Regions from separate parts of the Mus musculus genome. Here region 2 is linked to region 1. The links are chromatin contacts, called in public HiChIP or PLAC-seq maps. All regions are on one chromosome and are shown on one strand. The core of a region is the stretch at or near the end of the contact, and the rest is flanking DNA. Distances in the headings are between cores, read along the strand shown.

Evidence for each region. HiChIP or PLAC-seq counts read pairs in DNA pulled down with a chosen protein or histone mark.
Region 2: an H3K4me3 HiChIP or PLAC-seq map of bone marrow-derived macrophages shows a contact between it and region 1, with 2.4 times the contacts expected there. The contact joins the enhancer-like site here to the promoter of Ccz1 in region 1. A contact is called at or near these places in 2 of 39 promoter capture datasets (3T3-L1-derived adipocytes and maxillary cranial neural crest), 4 of 115 datasets of contacts at active chromatin or transcription factors (the 230-238 cell line, bone marrow-derived macrophages, forebrain and 1 more) and 3 of 9 other capture datasets (adipose tissue, liver and pancreatic islet).

The regions. Positions count from the first base shown.
Region 1 is chr5:144,010,120-144,017,481 of GRCm38.p6, reverse strand. It overlaps Ccz1 (CCZ1 vacuolar protein trafficking and biogenesis associated), which reads left to right and starts at 2,629. Exons shown (of 15, transcript NM_177682.3): 1 at 2,629-2,783; 2 at 4,391-4,488; 3 at 4,586-4,679; 4 at 5,953-6,030; 5 at 6,404-6,451. The coding sequence starts at 2,670. Gm24311 (a small nuclear RNA gene) reads right to left here and starts at 3,484; the gene lies at 3,381-3,484. It overlaps Gm33427 (a long non-coding RNA gene), which reads right to left and starts at 2,323. Exons shown (of 2, transcript XR_377194.2): 1 at 1,506-2,323; 2 at 321-787.
Region 2 is chr5:144,123,622-144,130,983 of GRCm38.p6, reverse strand. Lmtk2 (lemur tyrosine kinase 2) reads right to left here. Exons shown (of 14, transcript NM_001081109.2): 2 at 1,507-1,631. Among named protein-coding and RNA genes, the nearest start is that of Lmtk2, 27 kb to the right of the region's middle. Within about 2 kb of position 4,368, at least 104 of the 459 cell types and tissues checked have an H3K27ac peak or open chromatin away from gene starts, as enhancers often do. A contact at or near this core is called in the 230-238 cell line, bone marrow-derived macrophages and memory CD8 T cells, where this site is marked.

The sequences.
Region 1 (7,362 bases), core at 1,380-3,879:
GATGCACCAGAAGAGGGTGTCAGATCTCGTTTACTGATGGTTGTGAGCCACCATGTGGCCGCTGGGATTTGAACTCAGGATCTTCAGAAGAGCAGTCGGTGCTCTTAACCACTGAGCCATCTCTCCAGCCCGGTATCATACTTTTAAACCAATGTCCACACTTACCATGTTCTGGGGCTCTCTTACACTACTACTGCCTATACACTAAACATATTAGTGAAACAAAACAAAACAAAACAAAACCCAAAGCTATAACAAATAACAAGCCCCAGGCAAACAAACAATCCCAAATACTCTTCATATATATTCTTCAAACTTGGTTTTAGGAAATTAATTTCACAGTCTTTATTTAGGAGGAGGAATAATTGAAACAAGCAATCAGGGACCAGGGAGCTGGCTAACTGGGTAAAAGCGTTTGCTGTGCAGTTAGAGGCAGGAGAATCTCGGAGAGCTTGTGAGAGACTAGCCTGCTGTACGCATCAGGAAAACAATGGAGATCCTCCTCAGATGAGATGGAAGAAGGTTGTCCTCTGACCTCCATACACATACTGTGGCATGGACACTTACTGATACACTCTCACACACACTTGCATGTCTTGTATAAATTTGTTTCTCACATTTCTCCTCAGTTTTGACTTTCTTGTAGTTTTCTGGACTGAGGGAAAACTTTAAATGTAGCAACTCCAGGACCAACACAGGAAGACTCTAGCCAGTCTATCAGCCAGAGGAGTCACCATGAATACAAAGAGCTTTGTTTTCATGCTAGACTTGACTATTTCCACCAGCTCTGCAAATGACCAACAAAATATGTTCTCAGCATGGAGTGGAATATTGTGACTTTAAAATGAAGGTCTAGATTGCAATATGTTTTCCATAACTGAAAAACTAAGTCTCTTTTTATTTTCGTCTTGCTTGTTTATAAAATAAGGCTGCAACACTGGCTTTAATTTGAACTATTTTTTTTTTAAATCTAACTACAGTCTTAGCTTGTAGCTTGGTGAAGTAGTTTGGGATTAAATGGACTTGACACTAAAGCCAGCTTTGTGGGTGGCTTAATGGTTGAGTCTGGTGGTGCACATTGGAAATCCCAGAATTTGGAAGTCAAAACATCAGGATCAGGAATTCAAGGCCATTCCTGACTACATATCGATCCTGAAGCCAGGCTATGTGAGACCCTGATTTATTTGCTTATAGGAACAACAAAACTGTTTTTGAGACAGGGACTCATTCTGTAGCTCAGACTATCTTATAGCTGGTAATGCACCTGTTTCAACACCCTGAGCGCCTGTGCCCCCATGCCTAGAGAACCTATAGATTTTCAAAATAGTTCTTTCTGTATCAAAATGAAAATGAAGCACGTATGGGAAACACTTGTCGATTTGCATGCTTACATAGTTCTGTGTAGCAACTACAGTTTAGTGTTGCGTAAACGACTGCTCACGAATCCAATTTCAAGCAAAAACCTACCCCGTATCTCTTCTGTAACGGCTAGGGTATAGGATTACCTCACAAACACTTTAGAAGACAGATGAAATCTGAATCGACAGGATATTTTCCACTAGGCCTGTTGATTTATTCACTGAGAAGACTATAGATTTACAGGTTTTCACTTGTTCCAAGAAAATCAGCTTTGTTGGTGATAGGGTAGATTAAAAAAAAAAGGATTGATTTATTTTATACGTATATGTGTGCTTGCATGAATTTATGTGTGCCACATTTGAGCAAGTGCCCACAGAGGCCAAAAGAGGCATCAGATGCCCTGCAGCTGGAGTTATTGGCCATTATGAGCTGGAACTAAATCCAGGTCCTTAGTGAAAGCAGCCAGTGCTCTTAATTGTAGAACCATCTCTCCAGTTCTGTGGCAAGGTAAATTTGGACATTTTTGCTTTTGCTTATAGTCCATTGCTTATAATTGATGTAAGTAAAAGTGCTATATATTCGAGGTTGACCTTGACTTATGATCCTCCTGCCTCCACCACACCAGGGCGTGCCAGCCACACCCAGTTTATGTGGTGCTGAAGGGGAGAAGCAATTTCAACAAGTTGTCCTCTGACCTTCATACACGTGCCAGGACATCCCCCTCCCTGGAGGACAAATAAATAAATGTAAAACAACAACAACAACAACAACAACAACAACAACAACAAAACCAAAAACCAACCAACAACAGATGTAAACTGGCTACCTTCAAGAAAAATGTGTTCCCCTAAACGTTTTTTCACACTTAAAAAATACCGTATCCATGACGCCTTTAATGCCAGCACCCAGGAGGCTGAGGCATGAGGATCTCTGTGAGTTAGAGGCCAACCTGGTGTACATAGTGAACCCCTATCCAAACAAACAAACAAACAAACAAACAAAAGAAAAGAAACAACACCCCCCCCACCCCAATCCATTGTTACATTTCTCTTGAAATTCGTGGTCTTCGCCTTTAGCCATGACAGCCAGCTGAGAGCTGATATAATTGAAAACACTCCAGCCCAATAAACACGAGGGAACTGGTTCCACACGGACCTATCAGAGAGGGACTGGGCACTGCAGGTTTTTCTTCTGGGTCAGTTTCGAGCTCTTCCGGGCCGCCGGCTAGCGAGGCGGAAGTGCGGTGTTCCCTAAGGCTGCTGCCTCGGAGCGGGCGGAGGGGAGCCTCCCGAAACGGGGGCCGGGCCGGGATGGCGGCAGCCGCGGCCGGGCCGGGTGCTTGGGCGGCCCAGGAGAAGCAGTTCCCGCCAGCGCTGCTGAGCTTCTTCATCTACAACCCCCGTTTCGGGCCGCGCGAGGGAGAGGTAAGCCGAAGGGGCCGCGAGCCTGCTCCGTGCCCGGCCCCTGATGCCGCAGCCCGTCCTGGCAACGGAGGTCCCAGGTTAATCCCTCCGCCCGGCTTGAAAGTCTTTCCCATCGCGTCAGGTCTGGGCAATTAAGATCGAACTTGACTCCTCTCTTGGAATCTTCGATTGCAAAGGTGGAGCCAGATTGGTAGGACAGAGCTCCCAAAAGAGGGAAAATGAAACAAAACTAAAAACTTGGAGGCGCTTCACAAAGTTAATTTTTTCTTTTTTCTTGTTTTCCCCAAAATTGATGTTTTGTTTTCTGGAAATGTTACTGTTACTTTATTTTTCCTTCCGGCTAACTAAAATCTCATTGTGTTTTAACACATTTCTATCCACTAAACTGTTTGGTTGATATCTATGCTGGTTCCAGCTTGTGGCTAATGTCATTAATGTAGCAATAAAGATTTATGTGCAAGCATTTCTGTGATGGTAGGAGTTAAGAGTGCTTTAGGTGTATATTCAGGTATCATAGTCGAACTCTAGTAGAATCATTCTATCTAGGGTAAACATTAGAATGAAATAGTTTTTCACTGTGTCTAGGATAAACGTTGGAAAAAAATGGAACGCTTCACGAATTTGAGTGTCATCCTTGCACAGGGGCCATGCTAATCTCTGTATCATTCCAATTTTAGTATATGTGCTGCCGAAGGGAGCACCCAAAATCGAAGTTATAAGCGTTTTTTTTTACTCCGAGTTGACAGTGGCAACTTCCTCAAAACATGCCTAGAACTGTGTTTTGTTGCAAGCAGATCAAAGCCCTATTTAGGGGCTGGTGAGATGGCTCAGTGGGTAAGAGCACCCGACTGCTCTTCTGAAGGTCCGAAGTTCAAATCCCAGCAACCACATGGTGGCTCACAACCACCCGTAATGAGATCTGATGCCCTCTTCTGGTGTGTCTGAAGACAGCTACAGTGTACTTACATATAATAAATAAATAAATAAATAAATAAATAAATAAGTACTTACATATAATAAATAAATAAATAAATAAATAAATAAATCTTAAAAAAAAAAAGCCCTATTTAGAGGCTGTCAGCCCAAGTGCTCCCGAACCAACTTGGTGCAATTGTGGATCCTGTATTCTTGTACACGCGCACACCTGCATCTTCCTTGTGAGGGTTTCTGACACATGGGAAGAAATCTGAGACTTTCATCTTGTCCTACTGATGAGATGTGATTTGGTGAATATCACAATTACCTCTTACACTGATGGCTTGCAGTAGTTACAAAATCACAATGAATTTTGTTTTTTGGAGGTGCTTTTTGTTTTTTGTTTTTTCCCATCAATACAGGGTTTCTCTGTGTAGCCCTGGCTGTCCTGGAACTCACTCTGTAGACCAGGCTGGCCTCCAACTCAGAGACTCTCCTATCTCTGCCTCCAGAGTGCTGGGATTCGTGACGTGTGCCACCAGACCCAACCATTCCTGGTTTTCTAAAGACATTTTTAGGTGTTGTCCTTAGCCTCTATGATCGGAGAGTTGGATGTTAAACTCAACACTTTCAGAGTTAAGATGAATAAATCCTGACATTAATGCTGTGTTTCTGTTTTCTTTCTGTGTTAGGAAGAAAATAAAATTCTGTTTTACCATCCAAATGAAGTAGAAAAGAATGAAAAAATTAGAAATGTTGGATTATGTGAAGCAATTGTACAGTTTACAAGGTAATAGTTTACATATATTTTTTGTTTGTAAAGACTGGTGAATTCTTTCAATTTACACCATATTTAAACCATGTTTTTAAAACTTTTTTCCCACTAGGACTTTTAGCCCATCGAAACCTGCAAAATCTTTACACACACAGAAGAACAGACAGTTCTTCAATGAACCAGAAGAAAATTTCTGGATGGTTATGGTATTTATATACTCAGTAACAGTTCACAGTAACAGCTCTGGGGCTCTTATTCTTAGGAAACACTGAAATTGGTTGCAATTTCAAAATCAAAATGGTTATTAAGATTGGGGCTAAATTTTAAGAAACGTTCTGGCCAGGCAATGGTGATGCATACCTTTGATTCCAGCACTCAGGAGGCAGAGGTAAGTGGATCTCTATGACTTCCAGGCCAGCCTGGTCTGCAGAGCCAACTCCAGGACAGCCAGGGGTAGACTGAGAAACCCTGTTTCAAAAAAAAAAAACAAACCAAACCAAACCAAACAAACAGGAAGAAAGAAAGAAAAAAAACTTTATGCCTACAAATGGAGCTCAATAGTAGAACGCCTGCCTGGGTTTTTGAATAGACACCACAAACAAAAGAAATTTTATGTCTAGTATAACACGTTCAATAATTTTTGGGTATTTATGTGTGATAGAGGGGATGGAAATGACGATTGTGTGCCTTATGTATGGCAACCTTGAATGCCATTCCTCAGGAGTCCATCTGGATTTCTGAGCAAGATATCTCACAGAAGTCTGAGAGAGCCAATTATGGTTGCCTAGTTGGTCAGCAAGCTCCAGGAATCCATGTCTCTGACTCCCTAATGCTAGGATTGTGCTACCATACCCACATTTGTTTGTTTGTTTGTTGGCAGGATCTCACTGTATAGCCCTGGCTGGCCTGGAACTCTCTTTGTAGATCCACCTATTTCTGTCTCCTGGGTGCTAGAAATCTAATTCAAGCCCTTGTGTCATCTCCCAGTCCTCCTGATAATTTATTTATCTATATTTTTTGTTTTTATTTTATTTATTTGTTTTGGCTGGGGGCTTGGGGGGATGTGGAAGGCAACTTGAGAGCGTTCTCTACTCCCACCGTGTTGATCCTAGGTATTGAACTCCAGGTCATCAGCCTGGCAGACAGACGAAAGCCTTTACCTGAGGAGCCATCTTTCTTTTTGTTTGTTTTGTTTTGTGAGATAATGTTTCTCTGTGTAGTCCTGGCAGTCCTGGAATTCTCCCTGTAGACCAGGCAGGCCTTAAACTCAGATCTTTCTGCCAATTGCTGGGATCACATGTGTGCATCTGGCTGGCACTTGTTTATATATTTTATTGCTAGAGTTAGAACCCAAGCACGGCTGGGCAAACATTCTACTATTGAGCGATATTCCCAGTCCTACCCAGATTTTTAAAATTAAAAGAAGGTTTAAAACATCCGGTCACATCATTATTAATTTCTGTTTATCAAACTTCATAGGTTGTTCGGAATCCTATCATCGAGAAGCAAAGTAAAGATGGCAAGGCGGTAGTGGAGTACCAAGAGGAGGAGCTGTTGGTAATGTGCAGTTTCTTATCCTGTGCTCTTAGGATGCTCCTGGAGATGTCACATAACATGCATTTAACCTAAGTAGCTTTAGGAGCCTTCTTGGGCTTCATAGAAAGGTTTTATGTTTATTGCTTACTTTCACATAATCCTCTAAAAATACTTCAGTGCCTGTCTTATTGATACCTTCCACTGGTCACCTGTGTATAATATAAAGCCCTTCTAAAAGAGGCTTATTGGTTTGTAAATTTGAATTTAAATACCTGTGATTTCAGCGTACAGCTACCGTAGGACCAAGTTTATAGTAATCATGAGCCTTGGCCAAGAGTGGTCCTGTTGCTGTGCCTGGGGCCCGGTGAGATGCCTGCTGTTTTCTTGTTTGTAGGACAAGGTGTACAGCTCAGTGCTGCAGCAGTGCTACAGCATGTACAAGGTAAGCCTGCGCTCTGCTCTGCCTGTGCCTCACTGCGAGGGCCTCAGAGGGCATGTGTTACACGTGTATTCTTTTTAAACATCTTTTATTTTATTTTTTTGAAGTTAAAATATAATTACATTGTTTCCTCCTTCTCTTTTGACCTTCCGCATCCTCCCATGTACCCCTCCCCCATTCTCTCATGGCCTCTTTTTAAAAATCATATGTATGTTTGTATGTATGTATGAATCTACATGTGTGTATATATACCTAACTGTATATAACCTGCTCAGTCCATATGACGTTCCGTGTATGTCTGAGTTGACCACTTGGTACTGAATAACCCTTGGTAGGAGAAGGTTATGCATCCCCTCTCCACATTTCTTGTTTTCCCGTAGTCTTTAATCTAGGGCTGAGCCCCAAGAGATTTCTCTCTTCCATGTCAACATGTCTCTTCGTGTGGTCCGTGTTCAGGTCTAGTTTGGGCAACCGTGTTGATGAGATTTCACGGATAGAGCTTCTCTGACATTTGTAGGAGATGCAGTCTCACAGCAAACTCCCTGTTCCTCTGGCCCCTAGACTCTTCCTTTCCTCTTCCTCCTCCTCCTCCTCTTCTTCCTCCTCTTCCTCCTCTTCCTCCTCCTCCTCCTCTTCCTCTTCCTCCTCTTCCGCTGTGATCTTGAGCCTTGGGTACAGGAACTGTGTTGTAGTTACATCAGTTGTATCACAGAATCATTTCTTTTCTGCATTTTGATCAGCCATGGTTTTCTGTAATGGTCTCCATCTCTTGCAAGGAGATGTTTCTTTGCTGAGGGTGAGACCCTATATTTAATCTGGTACACACTGGTAAAAGACATGCAGGATCTGACTGGGCTGGCTTCTCTTTAAAATTAGGGTCTGCCGGGCGGTGGTGGCGCACGCCTTTAATCCCA
Region 2 (7,362 bases), core at 3,119-5,618, 110 kb before region 1:
TGGTAGATCCCATCCATCTGCTGCTACAATGCCAGACCCTCTTATGCTGACTGCAGGTAGGAAATGGTCTATGCAGCAAGTGCTACTCTCTTTAGGGAATTAAAGTTTAGAGTCAAACTTGAGGTTTCTGGTGTCCTTCCTCATATAAAAAACTGTTGAGGAAATCCCTTTGCTTTTGTGAAGTAATGATCACAAATGTGCCAGCCTATACAAAAGCCTGAGAGAAGCCAAACCCTGCCTGGCCTTCTGTGCAGACCATAAACAATGAACTCAATCACCACACATCGTTCCTCATTTAAACAAACATGTAAGACATGGGCTGGGGAGATGGTTAAGAGCACTGACTGCTCTTCCAGAGGTCCTGAGTTCAATTTCCAACAACCACATGGTGGCTCACAACCATCTGTAATGGGATCTGATGCCCTCTTCTGGTGTGTCTGAAGTGTACTTAACATTTAATAAATAAATAAATAAATCTTAAAAAAACAAAATGTAAGACACACTACCAGTAAGTGCTTATTGTGAGAGAGGCTCCAAGGAGGCTGGAGAGATAGCTCCATGGTGAACTCTTTGTTGTGCAAGCATGAGGACCTGGGTTCAGTACCTAGCACCCATATAAAAAGCCGGACATGGTGATGCACACTTGTAATCACATTGCTGGGGAGGTTTAAACAGGTGGATCCCTGGTGTCACTGGCTGGCCAGCCTAGCCTTGCCCATGAGCTCCAGTCCCAGTGAAAGACCCTGTCTCAAGAAAACAACTTGGGATGCCTCCCAAAGAACAACCTGTAAGGTTGACCTCTGGCCTCTATATGTACATGAACATACACAGGAGAGTACTCGTACATACACATGCAATATGTACACACACACACACACACACACACACACACACACACAACTCCCTAAGGTAAGGCCGGCAAGCTACACCTGATGGATCAATTCCAAACTGCCTACTTTTGTCAATCAAACTGGCACAAACAGAGCATCTGTTATTGATACAGCATGACAATGGCAGGGTGGAGGGTGAGAAGGCTATGACAGAGACTGTGTGGACCACAATGTTTTGCTATATACAAGAAAAGGAAAAGTCTGTTGACCCTTGTTCCCAAGAGAATGTGGTCGACAAAAATGCTATTGATAAATGTGTCAGAGGATATTTTAGGGCTAGGGACATGGCTCAGTCAGTAAATTACTTGCCTTGTACAATGAGGAGGACCTGAGTTCAAACTCCAGAACACATGTAAAAATGCTGGATGTAGTTGCAAGGCCAGCACTAGGGAGGTAGAAAAAGAAGGATCCCCGAGGTCGGACAGCCAGCCAGTCTACCCTACTCCGCAAACTCCAGGCCAGTGAAACCCCTGGCTCAAGGGTTACTGAAGACTGAATTTGAGCTTGTAGTCTGGCTTCCATATATACCCCTATATGCGCGTGTGCAAACACATACATCCACATTCACCTTAAAAACCAGCAGATAATTTTAAATGTCCATGCCATCTGTGCTCACCTTAAAGTCTATTTCTGGGTCCTTACAGCAGGAAACACAGTTTGCAATTAACACTATCAGTATCAATAAACTGCACACCGACAGGATCACAAACAAGGAGGGAACTTCTACAACAGGTACTTCCCCTGCAAAAAACAGAAATTATGTTAAAAACATGTAATTCTCAAGTCAACTTTAATTAACTGAACCAACATTCTGGATATGAATGGATCTGAGGACTCACAAAAAAATATTGTTCAAGCACTCTAGAAGAAGCCAAGCCCATTTTGTCTACCTTATAACTACAGTAGACTTCGAGAGGCACTGCAGAGACAGTTCCCAGCCATTCCACTGAGCTCCACCAATGCTCAGATCTTACATTGGCATGGTGCTTTCCCAATCTTAGGGCAAGACTGGTCCACAGGCTGAGCTGAGCCTCAGGCTACCCTTGAATTGCCTCCCCTCCAACTTCTGGCAGTTTCTCAGTCTTCCGGACACTTTTGGCGAGTGCTGATCCGTTATGTGTGGTACATCCTTTAACTTGGGTGGCCTGATGTTCCCAAGACTATGGAGTGATTACAGATACTTGGGAAGAATCTAGAAGAGAGATATTTAGGGAGAATCTCAAACAGTACAGGAGGAAACGCCACGGGTCCTGCATTTGTAGCACATCAGAGACACATGACTTGTTCCTGGTGGAGTGAACTCTGTCTTGTCACCATCAAGTCATCATGTGTTCCCTCTATGCCTTATGAGCAGATCCAAAGCCCAGTGCATTCCACTGATGAAGTTCTGAGAGGCCTGAATGAACTGCCAATAGAGACTAAGTTCTGTTTTAATAACCAAGGTCAATTTTTTTTTCAGACAAAAGATCTTCTCGGGAGTTCAAGGCCAGCCTGGTCTACAGAGTGAGTTCCAGGACAGCCAGGGCTACACATAGAAACCCTGTCTCGAAAAACCAAAAAAAAAAAAAAAAAAAAAAAAAAAAAAAAAAAACCCCACCTTCAAAGTCATTATTTTTTTAATAAGGCATTTTTTATTAGATATTTTTTTCATTTACATTTCAAATGCTATCCCCAAAGCCCACTATAAAGCAACCCTGATGCCCCATTCTTACCAGAGATGCTGAGGAGTGGGCTGAAGACTTCAGGGAACCTGTGTATCAGCCAAGGTTTGTCTAGAATCTAGTAAAGAGCTTGGGGGACAGCTCAGTGGTTAAAGACACCAGCTTCTCTTCCATAGGATCTGGGTTTGATTCCTAGGTCCTAATGGAGGCTCACATTCACCTGTAACTCCAGTTCCAGGAGAATCTTGAGGGCACTGCATTCACACAGTCTACACCCATACAAATAAAATATGTATATATTTTCCAATCAGGATTTCATTTCTGACCTGGAACTCACTATAAACCAACCAGATTAACTTCAAGCTCCCCAAAATATACACCAGCTACTGAGTGCCAAGACTAAAAGAATGTGCTGCCCTGCTCAGCTTTCCACCTTACTTTTTTTTGACACGTCTCTCTGAACCTGGATCCCACTGAGTTCTAGAATGGCTGTTCAGCAAGCCCAGTGATGTACCTGTTTCTGCCATGCCAGCACTAAGACTGCGTCTGGGTACCACTGCAGCTGGCATCTGTACACAGATGCTACGGGTCAAATCAGGTCCTCCATGCTCACTCAGGAAGCACTTCACTGACTGAGCCATCTCTCCATGCCCACCATATTTTAATTTTAATAACTCCACTTGGATGCATACAATAAAGATCAAATGTGACCCTAGAGAACTGTATAACCAAGTGCTTTCATATCCAATGTCAGATTTTACTGACTTTAAAACCATGGTTTGTCCATCACTTTTCCCCCATGTGTATGCATGTGCACATATGCTCCTGGAAGCCAGAGACCAATGTCAGCAATCTTGCTCAATCATTTTTACATTTTATCCTTTCATAGCAGAACTCTCAATCAAACCCAGAGCTCATTGATAGGACCAGTCACCCCTACTCCACCTCGAGTATTGCCAGCCCCACACCTGGTGTTCACATGGATTCAGGAGACCTGAACTCCAGGCTTCCTTCTTGAGTGACAAGTGCTTTAGTTGCTGAACCATCTTCCCAGGGCCCCCTCCCCTTTTTGTCTAGACAGGAACTTGCTATATAATCTAGGCTGACCTCAAGCTTTCAATTCTCTGTCCTCAGTTTAGAATTATAGATGTGTACCATTATATCCAGCTTGCCGCTACATTTTAACTTCTCTGAATGTCAAGGGCATAACACTTAAACCAAGTTGATTTAACTGGCAGCATTCTTTGCTTATAATGGTACAAAAGGAAAGGTATAGCTTATAATTGATTGTATCTGAGATTTGATAAAATGCAGCATTATTTCATCTGATTGGCACAACACCTGATGTAACTGGACCAGCTCCACATCACAGATAAGGAAAACTGATATTCCCAGAGCCTGTAGTGGGAAAGCAGCTCTGGTGGCCAGGTGTTAGGAACATTTCCCCACCCTCCCTAGACAACTCGGCTTTAAAGCCTTCCTGCGGTTAACTTTTTCATTCTTTTGTCTCAGTATATAGCCCTGGCTGGCCTGGAACCCACAGAGCTGCACCTGCCTCTGTGTGAGAATTAGGTATGTGCCACCACACCTGGCCCCATAGTTTACCATTTACACTCATGGGCAGCGTGGGCTTCTAAGCCCCTTCTCCAAACTCTACAAAGGTAATATCATTTCCTTTCCTGTCTTTTACTGTAATTGTTTGTTTAATTTTCAAGCACTAACCTATTTCTTATAAAAATGGATCACAGGGCTGCCTGAAGGCTGGCCCAATGATCTGATTCACAACTTGGTCTTCTGTGAGTCATTAGGCTGGCATGAGAAGACATACTCATGCTAACAATGAGTCCTGCCAAGCTCAGCCCTACCTTCTTATGTACTTTGTTTTGTTTTCCTCCTCTGGCCCTTTTGGGGTGTGTGTGTGTGTGTGTGTGTGTACATGTTCACAACGGCAGGTGCACAAATGTATGCCAGTGTACATACTTGAGTGCATATGGGAGGACAGTGTCAGGTGGTGGTGGTCCTCAGATCTCTCGCTGTTCTAGAACCTCACCATGTAGGCCAGGCTAGCTGGCTGAGGGTTGCAGGAACAGTCTCCAGCCCTGACTTGCCGTTCCTGGGACTACAGCGGTACACCGCTGTACATCGCTTGTTATGTAGAGTCTCGGGATTTCAGGCCTTCCTCCTTACACTAGTGAAGGAAAAACTCCTATAAAATGAGGAAATGAAGCCACAGACTGGAAGGTGAGCTGGGTTTGCTCAAACCACAGAAAGGAAGTAAATTCTAGAAGCAGGAACCACAACTGAAATCCCCAGCTCTGTGGTTAAACCAGAAAGCCAGACTCAGAAAGACTCCTGGCTGCAACTGTCGGGACACTATGAAGCCAGTTTCTCTTTAACAGGCTTTGCCTCCAGCATTCAGAAATGCATAAGACAAAGCAATCGTCTGCTACAGAAAAACATCCACAGTGACAGCCTGTCACCATGCCCTCAGACAGCTCCTCAGGCTCCACAGAGGAGGAGGAAGATAATGAGGGGCTTGGGTCACTTAATATGCTTCTCCCGAGACACAATTTAAAAACACCTGGCACCCCAAGAGCACATTCCACTGCATTTTGATTCCAGTTTTCAGAGCCCTCTAATAGCTATCTATCTAGTACTTGACTTACTAAGCAGAAAACTTGGGGAACTCTACGAGGTAGGTAGGTAGATGCTATTTGCTTTAGAGACAGGTAATTTGGAAAGGGTGGTAATTTCCCAGTAATGACTCATAGTGGGTCAGGAGCTGCTAGCTGCCTATTAATTTAGCCATTATAAATCCAGCCAATTATCTGAGCATGGTCCCCAGAACCTCCAATGAAACCTGTGTGCGTGTGTAATTAACTAGAGACTCGCCTGGTAAAAAGAAATTGATGACCAATGTTCAAATCCCTTGGGGCTCACACACCATTGATTCTCTCTCTGTGTCATTCCTCTTTGGTTCCCAGCTGACATATTTGTGTAAGGAGAATGTCCTCCCATTTGCCAGGTGGTTAACTGGTAGCTAGAGTTAAAGAAGGGCAGGCTAGATGCTGTGACAATGTCTGTTTACCACCCAGGAAGGGCATCAACAACAGTCAAACAAATTATCCCACCCAAGTCTAGCTTGAGGAACCAATGAGTGTCTTTAAAACAAACCAACCACAGTTGTCTATGCACAAACTGTGTGTGTGTATGTGTGGGGTGCACCTATGGAGGGCACAGAATAACTCCCTGGAGTAAGTTCTCCCCACCCTTCTGTGGGTCCTGTGATGGAACTGAGGTCACTGGGCTTCTGCAGCAAGCAACTTAGCTGCTGAGCCGTCTTGAAGGCCCTCATTGAGTTTCTTGTGGAAAAAGCCCACCCTGGCATGGGTGACTCCTCACAGGAGCTCTTCATCACCTTAAAACCCTAACAGGCACATTCAAGACCACACCTTGTAAGCCACATACACCCAGTCCAACACAAAAATCACAAGCTTAATTAAAATATTATGAGACCTAATTTTTTAAAGGATTTATTTATTATAAATAAGTATACTGTAGCTGTCTTCAGACACACCAGTAGAGGGCATCAGATCCCATTACAGATGGTTGTGAGCTACCATGTGGTTGCTGGGATTTGAACTCAGGACCTTCGGAAGAGCAGTTAGTGCTCTTACCCACTGAGCCATCTCTCCAGCCCGAGACCTAATTTTTTATTATGTATCTCTCTGGGTGGAGCTCTTCTGGGAGTTGGTTCTCTTCTTCCACTGTGGGTTCTACAGATCAAACTCAGACTGTAAGAGTTGTATGGCAAATGCCCTTACCTACTGAGCCATCTCACCAGCCTATATTAAAAGATTTCTTTTTTATAAGTTTATTTTGTTTGATTTTCTTTTTTGGTGGGCGGGGGTAACTCAATTGTACAGTTCTTAAGTGTAAGCTCTGTAGGTGACAATGTCTTATACTGTCACTAAATTGAGCACATGTGTGGGCTAGTACCTCTCAAGAGAGACCATGTGCAGCTAGGGTAAGAGGAGAACTGGTATCTGAGGTGAAAATCTACAAGCCTTCCTCCTCGTTCTCCAACAGAATAGTAACAGAGATTTTCTCCTTCTTCCCTTTCTTTTTTGAGACAGAGTCACTATATAGCCCTGACTATCTTAGAACTAGCTATGTAGACCAGGATGGCTTTGAACTTAAGAGAGATTTGCATGTGCAGGGATTAAAGCAGTGAGCCACCAAGCCTGACTTGTAATTATTCTTAATGATGCTACACTGTTCCCACATGCCAGCAGGTGCTCTGCAGAAGTCTGCTCTCCAGCCTTCTGCCAAGACTCCAGCAGCCTCCGATTGCTGTTTTCTGCTATGTTTCAGGCTCACCTTTTAAATAGTTGCTGCTTCAGACCTCTGGCAAATCAGCTCTACAAGAGCCAATTGCCTGTTTATTTAAGACTGCAGCCTAAGAACTAGACATGTAACTCAATAATGCCATGCTAGCCTGTGCTGGCTTAGCATGTATGAGTCCCTGGATTTGTGGTGGTGGTAGCAGTAATGATGATGCCCAGCCCTGGGCAGCTGACCTGCTTATTACTCATTCATTACAGGCATTACAACTACTCTGTTACTACTTTGTACCACTGTTGGTTTCAGAGTGGTCCTTCCACAATGTGGGTCCTGGGCCCTGCACTCAGGATGTCAGGGTTGATAATACACCCCCTTATATATTCTTAAACTAGAGTTTTAGTCTGCTAGGACTAGAGCAACAAAGAATCACAAGCTGGGTGGCTGGAACAGTCAGAAAGCATTACTTC